2 separate regions of the Arachis hypogaea genome follow, and region 2 is linked to region 1. Evidence: chromatin contacts called from public Hi-C data. All regions are on one chromosome and are shown on one strand. Each heading gives the region's core, a stretch centred on a gene start, on an enhancer-like site or on the middle of the called end of the contact. The rest is flanking DNA. Distances are from core to core; before and after follow the strand shown. Region 1 has its middle 11 kb from the start of LOC112706190. Region 2 holds the start of LOC112706195 (VQ motif-containing protein 9).

Evidence for each region. A called contact is a pair of places that touch in the nucleus more often than the background predicts.
Region 2: a contact with region 1 is called in a Hi-C map of leaf, with 2.7 times the contacts expected there. The contact joins the promoter of LOC112706195 here to the enhancer-like site in region 1. A contact is called at or near these places in 2 of 8 Hi-C or Micro-C datasets (both in leaf).

The regions. Positions count from the first base shown.
Region 1 is chr8:13,264,865-13,270,796 of arahy.Tifrunner.gnm2.J5K5, reverse strand. No RefSeq gene overlaps it. Among protein-coding and RNA genes, the nearest start is that of LOC112706190, 11 kb to the left of the region's middle. Within about 2 kb of position 3,011, at least 2 of the 3 cell types and tissues checked have open chromatin away from gene starts, as enhancers often do.
Region 2 is chr8:13,372,165-13,378,096 of arahy.Tifrunner.gnm2.J5K5, reverse strand. It overlaps LOC112706195 (VQ motif-containing protein 9), which reads left to right and starts at 2,194. Exons shown (of 1, transcript XM_025757367.3): 1 at 2,194-4,038. The coding sequence starts at 2,588. The coding sequence ends at 3,646.

The DNA.
Region 1 (5,932 bases), core at 1,762-4,261:
CCACCATTATTTGCTCGGACACATTTCAATTTTCTTCCTGTTTCTCTTTCAACACTTGCATGAAAGTGTTTGAAGATACCGAGCACCTGGTCTTTAGATTTCAAAACAAAAGCCCACCCTTTTCGAGAATAATCATCAATAAAAGTAACAAAATATGATGCACCACCTAGTGTCTTAGCATCCATAGTGCAAACATCAGTGTGAACTAAATCTAGAACATGTAATCTCCTATGAGGTCCAGAATTATGAAATGATACTCTAGCATGCTTTCCAACAAAACAATGAGTGCAAGTATTTAAAGTTGTACCTTTCATGGGAAATGAGTGCTTCTTGACTAAGACGCTTAGTCCTTTCTCGCTCAAGTGACCAAGACGTATATGCCACAAATCAGAAAATGAATCACCAGCTACATTCACATCTTCTTTGCACAACTTTGCTTGCAACCGGTAGAGAGTAGTGAGACTATTGTCTTCTCTAGCAACAATGAGAGCTCCTTTGGTAACCTTGCATTTTTCACTACCAAAGGAAGTGCAATACCCTTCTTGATCCAATGCCTTCACTGAAATGAGATTGAACCGCATATCTGGCGCATGCCTAACATTCTTCAACTGCAACTTGCATCCCATGTTAGTTTCAAGCCACATATCACCCATACCAATGATATCACACACTCCTTTATCTCCCAATTTGATCTTGCCAAAATTTCCAGCAGTATAGGAAGTGAAAAATTCACGCTTCGGAGTGACATGACATGAGGCACCAGAGTCCATAATCCAAGTGGAATCATCACAGACAAGATTCACATAATTTTCATCATATGTGATAAAAACATCTTCATAAACAATAGCAACAGTTTCTTTATCACTATCTTTACATTTGTCTTCGTTTCTTCCCCTTGATTGTTCTTTTTTCAAGAACCTACAATACCTCTTGATATGTCCCGACTTGCCACAATGGTGATAAATGAACTTCTTTCTTGGCTTATACTTTCCTCTTGACTTGCTTCGACTCTCTGACCTGTCAGAACTGTGAGGTTTTCTACTTTGACTTCTCCCCCATGACTCTGAAACAAGTGCTTCTGACTGGGAGAAGGCATTAGTCAAACCTCGCTCTCTTATTCTGGCTTCTTCATTCAACATGCTCTCTTCAACCATTGCTAACGTCAACCTTCCTTTTAGAGCTGAGTTAGTCAGTGTCACAACCAGAACTTCCCAACTATCAGGCAAAGAGATCAACAACAACAAGGCTTGCAACTCATCATTCAAAGTGATTTCATTATTTGTCAGTTGGTTCACCGTCTCCTGAAAAATACTCAAGTGCTCCGGCATTGATTTACCTTCAACATACTTCATATTGACAAGCTTCCTAATCAAGAATGCTTTGTTTTGCACATTCTTTCTCTCATATAACTCCTTCAATTTCTTCCACATCTTCTCAGCATTCGTTTCGGTGTCAACATGTGGATACACACTAAGATCAAGCCATTGCCTAATCAAAGCAACTGCCTTCCGATTCAGGTTCTTCCATTCAGCATCGGATTTAGTACCTTTGGATTTATCCCCCTCCACAGGATCATACAAGTCCTTGCTATACAACATATCTTCCATGAGGGTCTTCCAAATTGAATAATTTTGGGAATTCAATTTGACCATATTCGGTCCATGAGTATTTTCCTCCATTTAATCAGCACAGAGATAAACAACGAAAGCTCTGATACCACTTTGTTGGGAAAACTCAATAAAGGTTCAAAAACAAGAACCTGTTTAACAGCGGAAGCACCAGAAATAATTTTTCCACAACCTGTGCAATTAAATGGGCAACACCAAAGATACTCCAAGCAGCAAATATAATGGCAGAAATTAAATAATCAGACACCAAAATTTTAACGTGGAAAAATCTCCAAAAGAGGGACAAAAAAATCCACGGGACCTATTCCAGAAAAATCTTCCACTATCAGAATAATGGGTACACAAACAGTCTTCCTAGTGATACTAGGACATCTCAACAATCAACAAAATACATCACCAAAACTGGTGGAATCAACATAAACCCTCCACAAAGTGGGTATCTCAAATCAGGCAAAAGAGAAGGCAATACAACTAGCAAGTTATATCTTAATGTTCATCTCTACACCAGGAATAACATACTAAAATTTCATAAAAAATGGAACAAGTTTACCAAGTCAATGTGATCAAGGTTAGCATGCTCTTTTCCCCCAAATTTTTTTCTTCTCTCGACGCCGCCCTTTCTGTTTCCTTCTTTCTTTTCTTTTGAAAAGAGAGGCTTTCAAACTCTCTCTCCCTCTCTCATGACTATTAGGCCACTTTCTTTTATTTATTTGTTTTTCTATTTTTTTTCTTTTAAAACTTGTGGTCCTATTTGGTTGAGAACCCACCAACAATTTCTTAACATCAATATTCCAAAATCGGTTTTCTGGATGTTCCAGTGAATCAAAAAACTATTTTTAATGAATTTTAAAAACGTGTAATCGTCCTATTTTAAATTCATAAATTTGTATGAATGTTGATTTTTTTTTTAAATTTAAACTAAAACACAAAATTTAAAATTTTATTTTTATTAATTTTAATTTTTGATATTTTATTTGAATTAAAATAATAGATATTTTTTATTGATATTTTTATTTTTAATTAATAAATTATTTAAGAACAAAAATGTACAATGTAAATGAATTGTTCCTATTTAGCTGGTTATCGTATCTGCAAAATTATATTAAAAATATATTTATTACGACAGCCTACCCGAAATATGTTTTTCTTTGTTAATTTTGCAGCTTGTGCCTATTGATATGTTTCCAAAATTAACTAATAATATACATAAACGTTTTACATAAATTAAAAATTAAAGAATTTTTGTTTAAATAATAGAGGCCAGCTCATAAGACGATAGATATGAGAACATGAATGAGTGAATTAAGGTGATAGAGTAATGAGGAGAATAAGTATGAATCTGAGTGGGTGAAGATGAAGTGAAGCTCTGACCCAAAGTGATGCCTACAAAGGCCTCTCTATATGCTACTGTATCCATGTGAGAATGGCATGGTCCTCGTGGTCAACAGTCAACACTCACCACTCTTTTTCTAATCATTTTAATGGGTGAAAACTCAAGTTGTACTCGATTTCAAATGAAGTGAATAATTACAAGTTATTAAATAATTTAACTGATTTGATTAAATTTTCATCTAACATTCTTAATTGTCAACCTCATATAAAATTGACTGTACTTAAATTATCACCTAATTTCAAACCGGCAAATTTTTTACGCCACTCACATTCATTTCTGTAGATAACAAAAAAGGTTATTACTCACATTTGAAAGGCTTTGTCCGTTTATTTATATATATATATATATATATATATATATATATATATATATATATATATATATTTTGGTAACACTCGATTATTAAATTTTATGGTGCTTTTTTAAAATTTGAGCGCTCCAGAATTTCAAAAAACACAACGAAATTCAATAATTAAGTGGTATACCAAAATTTTTTTTATATCCAAAATATTGGCCGCCCTTGTTATGTTAGAAATTAGTCATATGTTCATATTCAATATTTTTATATATAGTCTAACTTTGAACGTGTGCATTGATTTTTTAAATGTATATTTGACATATAATTACGAGTTAAATTTTTTAAGTTGTTGTTCAATTGTTTGATATTTTAATTAGGTTTAACCTTTAAGTTATTTTTGTTAATATTCACACTTTTATAATTAAAAAAATCTATAAATTATATCTGATTAAAATACTTCAAAAGCTAAATTTGAAAACTAATTTCTTTTATATTTATTTATGTTAGTTGTTACTAATATCTGTTTTGGTCTAAATATATAGTCAGTGAATAGGCAAGTAGATGCACACCGTACCAATAATGTGAAGTGTTAAGTGCAAACTGCAAACAGTGTTAATGTTTTCTGTGGAATGCGTACTAAGGAATGCTTCTGGTTCTTGGGGCTACAACGAAGTACCATTTGCAAATACAAAATTACAACTTAGAGCGTGTGGCGTGATCACGTTTGCAAATTGCAACAAGGACTGACATTATCGCAATTTCAGTTTTTCTCTTTCAAATCTATTGGATCATGCTACGGTGAACTTTGTTTTCTAAAGTAGTGAAGATTTTTTTTTTCCATAATAGAGGAAAATTTTTGGCATATAATATATAATTAGATAGTCTCCTAAAAAAATTAGTTACAATTTTTTCTCTTTAAAAAGAATTACATTTTTTAAAACGGTGGGATGTCGTACTACTACTTCTGATTAGTGGTTACTACTTACTAGCTAGCTTTCTTTTTAGGTTTTTATAACTTTTTACAATGGCAAAATGCCAGACATTATTATTAATTATTAAAGTACCAGTTGCTTTGTTTTAGACATTAGTGGTACTTGTTACCACCACTGTCTTTGTTTATGCAGTTTTTGGAAAATTAATTACTCCGTTGCTTAGTTAGTTGGACAATAAATTCAGGAACAAGAAGGACAATAATCAAAATTCAGTATTTGTCTTTTTTTTTTCCCGATGGATTTAATAATTTTTAATCCTAGATATTACACATCTCAAACTAGGGATGGTAAAATTTTATGAGACACAGAGATTTTTACGGAGACTGTTTCGAATGGGGATTCGATTATGAAATTTTTTTTTACAAAGATGGAGATGGGGGACAAAATTTCTCCGAAGCAGGCGCAGAGACCGAACGGGGATCCCTGCTCCGTCCCCGCTATTCCCCGAAATTAATGAATTTTTTAAATTATCCTTAATAGTTTAGTTCTCATATATGTTTTTTAGTCATTTCTCCCTCGCCACCCTTCTCACCGCATCATCACACCTAACCGTGCCATTACCCTTACTGCGTCGTAATTTCTATTTGCGGCGTTTTTTTTTTGTAACTCTGCCATCGTATCCATTCTCCTTTCTGTTGTCGCGTCTCCCACCTCGTCCACTGCTTTGTCCTTTGCCTCGTCATTGCGTCCCCCCATTGCATCATTTCAAAAGAAGTCACCATCGTGTCATTTAGACTTTTTGTATAAATTTTTGTCGTTTTTGTATAAGATAGATACTTGCAACTCTAGTCATATGGAAATTGATAATGAGTTAGAACTATTATGTAGATGGAGAATGGGGTACTCGCGGAAAATGGAGCCCCATGGAGAATGGGAATGGGGATGGAGATGGGAGCAAATCTGAGGGCGGGAATGGGGAGCAGGGAGGCAACCCCCGCCCCCACCCTGCCTCATTGACATCCCTATCTCAAACTCACAACACATTATATATTCAGTTATTCACACATATAAATATTTAAAAAATTTTATCCAGTATTTAATCTCATTAAATTTTGAATTTAAATACAATATATTAAAAAAGCAATAATACTAAAAAGACAAAAAAATATAATGTGCTTTATATAGTATTTATTAATTATTACAACAATTAATGAATGTTAAATAAAATAAATTTTGATTATTTTTGACTAATTTATTTTTATTACTAAATATTTTCGTTAAAAAAAACCATAACTTACCATTTCAATTAAAGTCTCAACTGATTAAGTTGTCTAAATTAACAAAAGAATTTACTAACTTGTACTTTAAAAATATAAATTAAGCATATCATTAAAAAAATATTTTATAAAAAATATTGTAAAAATTAGTTTTTTTTTTTACGTTTTTAATGAATTGAGTACTTCAAAAACATTAAAAAATTTTATTATTATATTTTTAAAATATGCTCTTAAAACATAAGTTAATTAAATCTATATAACAAAACGTGAAAAAAGATTATAGCCCAATAAAATATTTTTTTTGGGAAGGGGATATTTTGAAAAGTTAGTACTTACTTGTTTTAATTGACATATTCTAATAAATAGTCATGTTATTTCGATGAAAAAAATATATGTAAATAAAT
Region 2 (5,932 bases), core at 945-3,444, 110 kb before region 1:
CATAACATCATTTTATTAATAATTATTTTATTTAATTATTTGTAGTAATTAATAACTATTTTATATTCTTAGCAATAATATTGAGTACTTTCTATATCTTAAAAACATTGACTACATTTATTTTTATTTAGAATAGTATTTATTAAATAGTAATTAAGAATATTTTTTCTTGGTCAAAATAATATTGAGTATTTTCCATATCTATGAAACATTGACCGTATTTACTTTTATTTAACATTGAATTTATTAAATATGATTTATTATATTTTTAAAAAAATATATTTAAATTATCATTAAATAAAATATATTTTTTATACATAATACAAAAAAATTTGTACATAATACATAAAAATATAAATATAGTAAAAAAACATATATAAAAAAGAATAATTAAAAAAAGTGTAGAAAAAAATAATGAAAAAAAAGAAAAAAAGAAGCACACTGCATATATACTATATTTTAAGAAAAAATACATTGTGAGTTAGTTAAAGACTTAACGTAAAAAAATTTAGACACATAACTTTATTGTTCTTTTTATATGGAATATCTTGTATTAGTAATTTAATATCTTTTTTATTAATCTGAAGTCAATTATCAAATTATATTTTACGGGAATACCTTTGAATAATTCAAGCAGAACATCTAAAACAATATACTAAACAATTAACCATATTTCCATGTTTTTTAAAAAGATTACTAATATACTAATTTATTATTAAGACTAATAGGTTTTCACTCGATAAAGGAATGCAATAAATTAATTCTTTTGGTGAGAACTAAGGCAAATATTAATAGTTTTGAGAAAGTAAAGAGTACATTATTTTTAAAAAATTAAATTGTTATTAAAAATTTAAAATAAATAAAACATCTTAAATTTGAACTATTGCCATAAAATATAATAGATAAAAATTAAAATTTATTTAATTAACAAAAAATATAATATCCTTACTTGATAAAAATGTTTAAAAATTAGGGCTTGTTTGGGTGTGCTTTTAAGAAAAGATTTTTTTTGAGTTATCTTTTTTTAAAAGATCTTATAGAAAAGTAAAAGTAATTTTTTGTTTGAATATCTCATATAAAAAGATATTTTTATCTATCAATTATGTTTGGGTATAACAATATAAAAGTATTTTTTGTTTATTTATTACATGAAAAATATCTTTTTTTAAGGAAAAAAGATCTTTAAAAAAAAGACGTAAATTACATCTTCTCAAAAAAGATTTTTTTTTATTTTACTAATGCTTTTATTTTTACTATTAGAAATTTGCCAAACACATTAAAAAATAAAAAAAATCATTTTTTTACAAAATAATGATATCCAAATATACACTTATTCTAAAAGAAATTAATATGAAAGAAAAAAATATACAAAATATCAATTCGTTTCTAATGATTATGGAAAAGCTCGGCAAGACTTTTTAAATATACGGATAGGAAAGTCTTAAGAAACAACAAATTTTATAATTTGTAGTTATTAATTAATTATTATTAGTATTTTTAGTAATGTAAAATTATTTATTTTTTATTAATTAATTACTGGTTAAATTTTAATAAAAATGTTTGACTCTATAAATTTTTTAATCTCTATTTTTGTTGGTTAAGTATCCATTTCTTTACTTCTTTAGTAAGACACTTATTATAACTAAATTAATGTGAAAAATAGTAAAGGCTTGGTTGATTCTGGGTTTGGGTGTATGAGGGCCATATTCGTGTTTTCTATTTTTGGATGGAGCCATCATTCTCGTGCTGGGCAATGGGCATAAGCTGATTTAAGATTCTGTGTCGTGGCCGAACCGGTCACTGCCAAAAGCCGAAGGCATCCTTAACAGGTTTGACCTAAAACAGTGACTTTGACCCAAACACTCCACGTGAATGATTGAATCGTCCCCTCCCTCTACTACTATACTGCTAGTAATTTAATAACTAAATGTTACATTTCTGAAATTCAATACTCATCAAGCAATCCTTTTTAGTTTTAGCGAAGGTTATGATAGCAAGAATAATTGGATGAGATTTTTTTATTTTTTATTTTGGTAATATTCAGCTTTTGTCTCACTGGAGTTACGAGTCTATGACACATAGCATAGCACCGAGTGTAGTGTGACGTTAGGCAATTAATATATGAATTATTAGTAGGAGATAAGATACACATGATGATATAAGAGTAGTAGCGGAAAATGGATTCGCTAGTTCCCTTCTTTTGTGCCATTCTGTCCTGTTCTCTTCTTTGAAGCCTTTGTAAAAGAAAAAATAAATAAATAAAAATAAATATTAATTATTAAAAGCAGTGAAAGAACAGAAGCACCAAATAGACAGAGACATATTCCATCTTTTTTTTCCCCAACCATTTTCAAAGTTATTCAGTATCCACATCTTGCAACATTTATCTCTGATTAATTAATTAAGAGAAAATTATTGAAGGAAAAAGAAGTATATATAGAGAATATTAATATTGAAGGAGTGTAGAGTTTTGGGGTCCCTAGTCTCTCATAGTGTGGGCGTGTGATAAGAGCAAAGAAAGGGTAGCAGCAGAGAAGTCACAACATTTAGATCTTGAGAGAAGAGAAGAGTGGCGTTGTTGTGGGAAATGGATAGTGCAGAAGGAGCAGCACCTCAAAGTAACAGCACAAGCAGAGACAACTACCTGAGGCAACTCAACAAGCTCTCTCAAAAGATCTCTAAACCCGCCACCACCAGCACCACCGTCGCTAAAAAGCCCAACCCCTTCGAAGCCCACCAGAATCAAAACCCAACCACCAACGCCAACAACAACAGCCTTCAACTGTCGTCGCAGCATCAGAACCTGCAGCACCAGCCACCAGTCTACAACATCAACAAGAACGACTTCAGGGATGTTGTCCAGAAGCTCACGGGCTCACCGGCCCATGAAAGAATCTCCACCCCTCCCCCCATTCACCAGCCCAGGCCCCCGAGCTCCCGTCTCCAGAGGATCCGCCCTCCTCCGCTTCCTCAGATTGCTAACCGCCCGCCCTCTATGCTTCGCCCCCATCAGATGCCGCCTCCGCAGCCCACCGTCAACGCTGCTGGCCTTGGAGGCTTTTCTGGCTTCGGCAGGCCAGCAGCGCCGCCTCTCTCTCCTCTTCCGCCGTTGCCTGCTGTCCACGCTGCCGCTGAGTCCCCTGTTTCCGCCTACCTAAGGTATCTTCACGGTAACAACGTGGACCAAAGCTCGAAGCATTTCTCAGGGTTTTCGCCGTTGCAACCTTTGGTCTCGCCACGCTGGAACAGCTTCAATCCACCGCAACCGCAACCCCAATCTCAGCATCAACCTCAGTCGCAGTCTCATCCACAACCAGAGTCAAAGCCTCAGCCTCAGGTTGCGTCGGAGCAAGAATCGCAACCACCACCACAGCAGATTCCATTGACGCACCAGGCGGTGGTTCCCTCGGAAGCGCCGCCACCGCCGCAGCCGCAGCCGCAGCCAACGGTCACATCGCAGGCGCAATTTCCGTTTCCATCTCCTCCTTCACCATTTGGGTGCTTGAATTCACCGTTCGGCCTTTCCTCTTACCCTCTGTTATCTCCGGGTCTGCTATTTTCCCCAAATTCAGGTCAATTAGGGTTTCCGCAGCTTCCTCTTTCACCAACCGTGCCTGTTCCGAGCCCTAGGTGGAGAGGTCTTTGAAGTAGGTAAGAAGCAATGGGCAATGGCCAGAATATGATGTTGATGATGGTTTTTCGAGATTCAGGTTATAGGATTGGTTCTTTTGTTGGTTCTGTAAATGGTTTTAGGAGGCAGTGGTGGCGGCAATGACGGTTTATTCAATTTGTGGTGGTTGGACTTAAACTAGTCTACTGCTACTTCTTAATTTACTTTGCTTTATTTTATTTTCTGTAAATGGGATATCAAAGACATGAGAAAGGAACAATTTTGCATTTATCTATGGTTTTTTTAGGGATATTTGGATATTTGGGGGGAATCAGGAGAAATTAGGTTTATACAAATATAGTTCGATCATGCCTTTCTTTCTTTCTTTTTTTTTTTTAAATGTAAAAACCTTTTATTGTTGCCTTCAACATTTCTCTTTTTATGATGTCTTTTTTATGTTTTTGCTTTTTTTTAATCTTCTATTTCATTTAGTTGAATATGTAATTGTCTTGTAATGTACTAATGTAGATATTGCTATTTCTTTGCTGTTTGTCAGTCTAGCTATATTAGCAACATTTTCTGGCTTGAATTAGTTGGTTTTGAGATAATGGTCCCCTACCTTCTTTTTTAAGGGGTTGTGGTCTTGCAGTGCTGCATCTGGAAGCCTCAATGGTCTTGAATTAGAAATAGTTGACCAGTTTTGCTGTGAATGTCTTAGGGAGCAGTCTTGCTCCTTGGAAATGTTATGGTGAAGAAAATTTGGTTTGAAATTCTTCCATTGGAATCATGGTTAAAGAAATGTCTTTGTTGGTGTTGTTGGAGAATGCCAATGGCTCTACCTTGTAGAGATTTCACTATATTACATGGGCATTCTTTTAGTGCTTTATGCTCTATAATGCATGGCTACTTATAGATGATTGTTGGATTCATTTATTTATATTCCACTATTCACTTTTAGATGATTGCCATATACATATATAATGCACTGGTAAAGCTTGGATGATTATTATATCCATTTATGATGCTTTGGCACATTTTAAGGTACTTGCTGTACATGGGAGACTTTCTGGGGTACATCCTTGTTATTGTCTAATGCTAATGAAGTTTCTCTTCATATTTGAGGAGAGATGCGAAATATACTCGTAGGTTTATTTGGTTATATTGGTTGTGATTCTTGCTCTTTGAACTTAGCCTTTTGGATAAAGTTTTCATGGTGGAAAGCTCTCAATCTATTTGCTTCTGAGTTGATTTGATTACTCATGTATAAAGTTATGTGATGTAGTATGGATGTGGAGTTCAAGTTAAAGTGGTTACAATGACAGTTTGAAAGCACTGATAAATTTTATGTTAACTCAACCCAAGAGTGGGTTAAACTGATGATAACTGATTACTGTGTAGAGATTTCTTTGCTTCATTTTGGATTGTTCCTTGTTCCTCAAACTTCCCGTTGCAATGGAGAAAATGAAATTGAAAATGCATACAAAAACTAATTGAACTGGTATAGTGATTAAATTGGATGAGCAGTGTAAAGAGTCCCTAATTCTTGTTTCATTTGGATGTTATAGCTATTGTCTTAGGTGCAATGTTGAAGTTTAGAGAATGATGGTTAGGTTTAGGGTGTAGAGGAAAATTGCCTTGGAATCAGTTGAAAGTCAAAGTTTCATTGAGAATCAGCGTTCCCCTGTAATTCACGTAGATAGCATCTTTTGGATTACTTTGTTATCACTTTAGATGGTTCTATTCTGACCTTAAAATTCGGATTTTGGATTGGCATGTACATTAACAAACAACGTTGAATATTATATTTTAAAAAGATAAGAAAGCCTCTTCCAACTCTATGGTATACGTGTTTATCCCAGGGCTTCTGCATGAGACTCGTGAGGTTTTTAGGAATAAAAATCTTTGGGTTGTGATACCATTAAAAAAAAGTTGTTTTGCCATGTTTAGACATCGTGGGAATACTGACCCAATAAAAAAGACATCGTGGGAATATAAGTGTTCCAAAGCTGTAAAGGGTTCTGAGCTTGAAAGTAAGAGGTGGGAGGTGGCGGGGACAGTCTTGAATGTGCTTTCAGGTTAGCTCCGAACAAGGGGTAAAGGGTATATATAAGAGATTTTGATATTTAAGTTAACAAGAATTTTAAACAAGTTTGAGCATATTAGGATTGAGAAACACTTGATTTGGCCAAGTACGTTGGCATGGGACAAGCCCATAGCTGATGAATTAGTTTATTTTGGTAGGGGTGAGGACGGGTAGTGGGTACCCGATTATCCGTCTGAACTCGAATCAAACCAATTAAATTGATTTTGAAATCACCGGAT